Regions from separate parts of the Xenopus laevis genome. Here region 2 is linked to region 1. Evidence: chromatin contacts called from public Hi-C data. All regions are on one chromosome and are shown on one strand. The core of a region is the stretch at or near the end of the contact, and the rest is flanking DNA. Distances in the headings are between cores, read along the strand shown.

Region 1 (3,358 bases), core at 246-2,745:
ATGTTTTTTTTTACCCACAATACAGTGTTTTCACCAGAACTCCAACATACAGTAATAAACGGCAATTTGAACAGCTTCACTTCTGGCATATGGAGGCACAGGGCATCAATAACAACATTTGTGTGTGATAAACCAGTTTCCCTGACCCTATTACGCGTTTTTTAATGGTCTGCCATTTACATTGAACCATCAGAAACTGAATTGTTTTCAATTGTCATTTGTCAAGGGGTAATTCAAGAATTCATGTCCATTTTTTTCATGTATATTTTTTACTGGACAATGGGATTATGGTTTCCAAACACTTATCAAAGGCAAATTAAGATTAAAAAAGATGTTTTACCACCTTTTATAGTTGTATACCGGTATAGGACCCGTTGGAAACCCGTTATCCATAAAGTTCCAAATTACGGAAAGGCCATCTTCCATAGACTCCATTTTATCCAAAAAATCCAAAGTACCCTGCACTTCATCGCATACAAAATCTAATTAATCAAAACAATCCTATTGGGATTAATTAATATAGGTATAGAATCTGTTATCCGGAAACCAACACGGTTCTTTTTTTTTTAGTGAATTGGGAGATCTGGATGGTGTGTGATGCCCGGTAAATACAAATACAGATCCATTATCCAGAAACCTGTTATCCAGAAAGCTCCAAATTAGGGAAATGCCATCTCCCCTTTTCTCTGTAATAATGACACAGTTATAATGACAAAGTTATAATTAATCCTTATAATTATCCTATTGGGTTTATTTTATGTTTAAAATTATTTTTAACAGAGATAAAGTATGGAGATCCACATTATGGAAAGATCCTTTATCTGGAAACCCCCCAGGTCCTGAGCATTCTGGATAATAGATCCCCCTGCATTTAAATGATTTTTCAGTAGACTTAAGGTATGGAAATTCAAATTATTTTTAGCAGATGTAATTCTGGATAATGGATCCCATATCTGTATTTAAATGATTTTTCAGTAGACTTAAGGTATGGAAATCAAATTACTGGAAGATCCCTTATACAGAAAACCTGAGCATTCTGGATAATACAGTCTTGGCTGATCAAACCTATCTCTCCTCAAATTGTCTTCTTTCTCTTCTGTAGTATGAAAGGGCATTGAGACTTCATGGAACAGTGGCTAACTGCTTAGCTCTGATTGGTTGATACAACCCCCTAATGCCTGTGCAAACTCTGAAATCCCTTACCATTTAACAGAGGCAAAGTAAATGTTCTGAAATGTCCGTCATTACTTTGGCAACACTCGTGCGCTTACGTGATACAACGGGGAAGGCAAGGAATGCTACAATGAGCTTATTTCAAAAGCATTCAGACTTCATTCCTCAGCTATTATATTTAGACATTGCAATTAATAAAGGGCATTATTTTACCTCTTTACTTATAAATAGCCTCCAGCTACCTTGGTTGTGAAGAGTTGTAAGACTTCAGTAATCTCTTTTCATTACAATGTGATCCCTTACTAGGATTTGTAGAGAAGAGGAACCAAGGAGTCATCACGGTTACTCAGTAGCCTGAGGCTACTATGCTCATCCCTTGTCACCTCTTTCCCTTTATTGCCAGTTCATGTAAGGTTTAGATCAAGGAGTTCTCTGCATTCAATGGGAGAATATAATACTGGAGTCAATGTTGGACTGGCCAACAGGGATACCAGGAAAACTCCCAATAGGCCCTCCTGCTGCTTAATATTTGGTCTATTTCATGACCATTCCCTACTTCTATGAGAGCAAAGAGGCTAAAAAAAGAGACTAGGAGAATAGAGGTTGAATGAGGAGACGAGGAATAATAGTACTGAGAGTGGGCCCCTGGTGTCCCAGTCCAACACTGACTGGAGGCTTGCTTTACAAGCTGTCTCTTATTAGAGGTTTCCCAGGAGAGCTAACACTTGGCAGTGTGATGGCACTGGACTGAGTTTGAGATGAAAGATGGGTTCCTGGCTGGCCAAGATTCGGGGAAGCATTGAGCTTGGGATCCTTTAATGAACAGTAACAACAAACAATTAAAGTGTATTAAAGTAATTAATATATAATTTACTGTTATCCTGCACTGTTAAAACTGAACTGCTTGCTTTGGTAATGCTACTATAGTTTATATAAACAAGCTGCTGTGTAGCCATGGGGGCAGCCATTCAAGCACAGGATACACAGTAGATAACAGATAAGTACTACTATAGTTTATATAAACAAGTTGCTGTGTAGCCATGGGGGCAGCCATTCAAGCACAGGATACACAGTAGATAACAGATAAGTACTACTATAGTTTATATAAACAAGCTGCTGTGTAGCCATGGGGGCAGCCATTCAAGCACAGGATACACAGTAGATAACAGATAAGTACTACTATAGTTTATATAAACAAGCTGCTGTGTAGCCATGGGGGCAGCCATTCAAGCGCAGCATACACAGTAGATAACAGATAAGTACTACTATAGTTTATATAACAAGCTGCTGTGTAGCCATGGGGGCAGCCATTCAAGCACAGGATACACAGTAGATAACAGATAAGTACTACTATAGTTTATATAACAAGCTGCTGTGTAGCCATGGGGGCAGCCATTCAAGCACAGGATACACAGTAGACAACAGATAAGTACTACTATAGTTTATATAAACAAGCTGCTGTATAGCCATGGAGGCAGCCATTCAAGCACAGGATACACAGTAGATAACAGATAAGTAATACTATAGTTTATATAAACAAGCTGCTGTGTAGCCATGGGGGCAGCCATTCAAGCACAGGATACACAGTAGATAACAGATAAATACTACTATAGTTTATATAACAAGCTGCTGTGTAGCCATGGGGGCAGCCATTCAAGCACAGGATACACAGTAGACAACAGATAAGTACTACTATAGTTTATATAAACAAGCTGCTGTATAGCCATTGAGGCAGCCATTCAAGCACAGGATACACAGTAGATAACAGATAAGTAATACTATAGTTTATATAAACAAGCTGCTGTGTAGCCATGGGGGCAGCCATTCAAGCACAGGATACACAGTAGATAACAGATAAATACTACTATAGTTTATATAACAAGCTGCTGTGTAGCCATGGGGGCAGCCATTCAAGCACAGGATACACAGTAGACAACAGATAAGTACTACTATAGTTTATATAAACAAGCTGCTGTGTAACCACTGGGACAAATTTCCAAATTAGGAAAACCGGGCAGGCAGTTTTGACCTGGACAGCCTTCTCGAAAACCGGGCTGTGCAGGTCAAATCCGTACAAGAGGCAACCCTGATTTTTTTCTCTGTATTTATATACTGTACATGAGCATTTTAGTGATGTTTGTAGAGAATTTACTAGTTCAGTTCTAGGGATGCACCGAATCCACTA
Region 2 (3,358 bases), core at 442-2,941, 190 kb after region 1:
GCTAGTGCCTAGGGCACAATGCTGGGGGGCGCCAAGCACATACCTACTCTGCCTCCTACCTCTAGTCCGGTCACCTCTCTCCTCACTCTGCCTGCTGTGTGGGACTGTTCGGGGGCGCACACCTATTCGCGTCTATTTGGCGACACGATTGGCCAGGTTGCCTAAGGCTTGGCAAACAGCATATTGCTCTTTTTTTTCCTATGTGGGTCCAACGTTGGCTGAAAGAGCATATCTGATCACAGGGGTTAGGGTTCCTACTGCATTCATGACACCTGTCTCAGCAGACACTTATTTGTGTGACTAGGATGCAGGTTAAGGTCCATTTAACAATGGGTTATTTTATTATGACTAGACCTGGAGAATGGTTTGCTTAGTACTATGCCATCATCTCCTCACCTGTAGGTTGGGCAAGTACATGTGCAGTGGAAAATGTTCCTCAAGATTTATGCAGTGGGAATTAAAGTTGGCACAGGGGACTTCCAGGAGAACTAACTGAGGTGGAGGACTCAGCAAACAGTACAAGGCTGAAGAGCCAACCTTGGGTAACCACTAAGCGGCTACAATGATAATCATCACCACAGCAATTCTACCTTTACTTACCTTTTTCACATTATGGCTGCTGTCCTGCAGCGAGTCGGGTACTTGCGGGTTACCACCAAAAAAAGTGGGTACCCTGCGGAATGAGGGTAGGCTTTTCTGGTGCGGGTATAGATGCGGGTCTGCGGGACGGGTTGCGGGTCTCTTCCTGCTGCAGCTCTCTCCCTGAAGCTTTCCCTCCACTCATCTCCCCCTCTCATCTGACTTCTGGCACAGCTGTCTTACATCACACAGCACGCTTCTGTCCCTCTCGACTATTGGGCACATTTGATGATGTCACTTCCGGTTTGATGGTGATCGGCGGGTCGGGTTGTGGATAAGGCAGTTGCAGGTACAGGTCGGGTAGCGGTTGCAGGTCCGGGTGGTTAATTATGCAGGTCGCGGTTCGAGTTGTGGGCTGCAGGCTGAGGGTTCGGGTCGGGTATGGGTCTTAGAAACTGGTTCCGAGCAGGACTCTACCGTGAGCGACAAATCTCCTGAAATGCTTCTCCACCGTTAATAGTTGAAATCTGTGATAAGAGCTACTCATTGCAAAGTTGCAAAGTCGCCAGAGGCAAATTCGGATAAACTAAGATCTTTTTTGTCAGATTTATCCCTGCCAATACCTCCAGTTTATTGCCCCATTGGACAGTAGCCGTAAAGGGGATATATACCCTGTTTTTTTTATTTATTAATGAATTGAGTGTCACAATTGGGTAAAATCTGGTGAAAAAAGTGAGTGCATAATTTTTTCTGCAATTGTTTTTGCCATTTTTCTTTATTATGCGACTAACAAAAAAAAAAGACTGTGGGGAAAAAAGAGCAAGGCAAGCAAGATAAAGAACTCACTTTTACCTTGTTTTACCTCAGGAAATAATAATTCAACCCTTAATGTTTTTGAATAGTGACATAACAGAAATGCTCATTGATGTGGGCAAGGGGCCCTCCAGCTGTGTGTGACAGAACTAGAACTGCTCCCAGACAGTTGAAGACTGGCTGCTGTTCTGTGACTGCTCCCTGACCTTGAATAATGGTAGCTGACTGGAATGAGAACTAATAGCTCAGAGAAAAGCTGCACCACCATGAGCAGGGAGACTGTGACACAGTTTGGTGGGAGCAGAGAGAAAAGGGCGGGACTTGGGCTGCTGTTGCAGGGTTGTGCCTGTCACTCACAGTTGTGATCACTTCCTGTGGAAGAGACGGAGAAGTCGCGAGCCTGATTTCAGCCTAGATAAGTGGGCAGAGCGTGCCTCTATACAGACATCGTGAGGTAAAACGCAATTTAAACCATTTTTATTGAGGGGCACTATGGAATTAAAGCAAGGGGGCATATAATACTGGGATATGGGGCTGATACAACAAAATCCCTCTTCAGTGCTGCTGTTCAAAACAGTAAACAGACCAGCCAGCTGTATTACTTCACACTTTCCTTCCAATAGCAGCAGCTGCTCTCATTGCTTTGCTTGCATAGAGATACTAGGGTAACTGTCCCTGCCCGTGAGGCAGTGCATTATGGGGCTGAAACTTTGCTTAATCTCAGGATGCCATTTTTAAACATCCGCTGCCCTCACTACCTCAGCCTTATCTCCCATACTGCTGGGTGACTTCCTGGTTTCCCTTTCACACTGACCTGGTGCCAGTCTAGTGATCAAGGTAGGGAGAATGATTTGCTCCACTGAATCTCAGGAGTGTGGATCTCCAGCTTGTCTAGTGAGCCAGTAACAGAGGTGTAAGATCAGTTACATATTCCAAAGCAAAATGACCTTTTAACTCTTTGTGCCTGTCCCATACGAGCATCTCCATCTGCGAATGTGTTTATATAATTTTATGCATTCTGCGTTAAAGGAGAACTAAACCCTAAAAATGAATGTGGCTATAAATTTTATATAGTGAACTTATTGCACGAGGCTAAAGTTTGAGCTTGTCAATAGCAGCAATGATCCAGGACTTCAAACTTGTCACAGGGGGTCACCATCTTGGAAAGTGTCTGTGACACTCACATGCTCAGTGGGCTCTGATTGGCTGTTGAGAAGCTAAGCTTAGGGCTCGTCACTAATTATCCAGCAGAAAATGAGCTTCCCCTGTAATATAAGCTGATTCTACAGGTTTGCTGATTATTAAATTCTGATGCTGATTGCACTGGTTTCTATGCTGCCATATAGTAATTGTCAGTTTTAATTACTAATCAGCCTTAAGGCCCCCATACACGGGCCGATAAAAGCTGCAGACAGAGCAAGTTGGCAGCTTATTGGTCTGTGTGTGGGGCCATCCGACGGGCTTCCCTGATCGAGATCTGGCAGGTTTAAAAATCCTGTTGGATTGCGGCCGCATCTATGCGTGTATGTGGTCCCGCGATCCAGTCGCCCATATCGGATCCATTATGATCCAATCGTTGGGCCCACGATCGGATTGACCGATATCGTCTACTTCAATCTGAGCATATTGGGGAGAGATCCACTCTTTTGGCGATGCGTCTATGGCCACCTTTATATTGTGACATTTCTATTCTATGTGTACTGTATATTGTGAGTGGGTCCCTAAGCTCAGTAAGTGACAGCAGCACAGAGCATGTGCAGTGAATCAGCAGAAAAGAAGATGGGGAGCTACTGGGGCATCTTTGGAGACACAGATCTTTACTGCTAAAGGCCTGTGGTTGCCTTGGGCTGGTACAGAAGCACAAAACATCATGTACAACATTTTTAGTTGCTTCTTTAATTAAGCTTTAGTTCTCCTTTAATGCATTTTACTGTCTGGGGAAAGCCTATATTAGTACAGGTATGGA

What was found. A called contact is a pair of places that touch in the nucleus more often than the background predicts.
Region 2: a Hi-C map of the XTC cell line shows a contact between it and region 1, with 4 times the contacts expected there. The contact joins the promoter of LOC108697831 here to the enhancer-like site in region 1. A contact is called at or near these places in 2 of 4 Hi-C or Micro-C datasets (the XL177 cell line and the XTC cell line).

The regions. Positions count from the first base shown.
Region 1 is chr7S:102,450,901-102,454,258 of Xenopus_laevis_v10.1, forward strand. No RefSeq gene overlaps it. Among protein-coding and RNA genes, the nearest start is that of fam83e.S, 16 kb to the right of the region's middle. Within about 2 kb of position 1,496, at least 1 of the 7 cell types and tissues checked has an H3K27ac peak or open chromatin away from gene starts, as enhancers often do.
Region 2 is chr7S:102,636,481-102,639,838 of Xenopus_laevis_v10.1, forward strand. It overlaps LOC108697831 (carnitine O-palmitoyltransferase 1, liver isoform-like), which reads left to right and starts at 1,692. Exons shown (of 19, transcript XM_041571639.1): 1 at 1,692-1,846.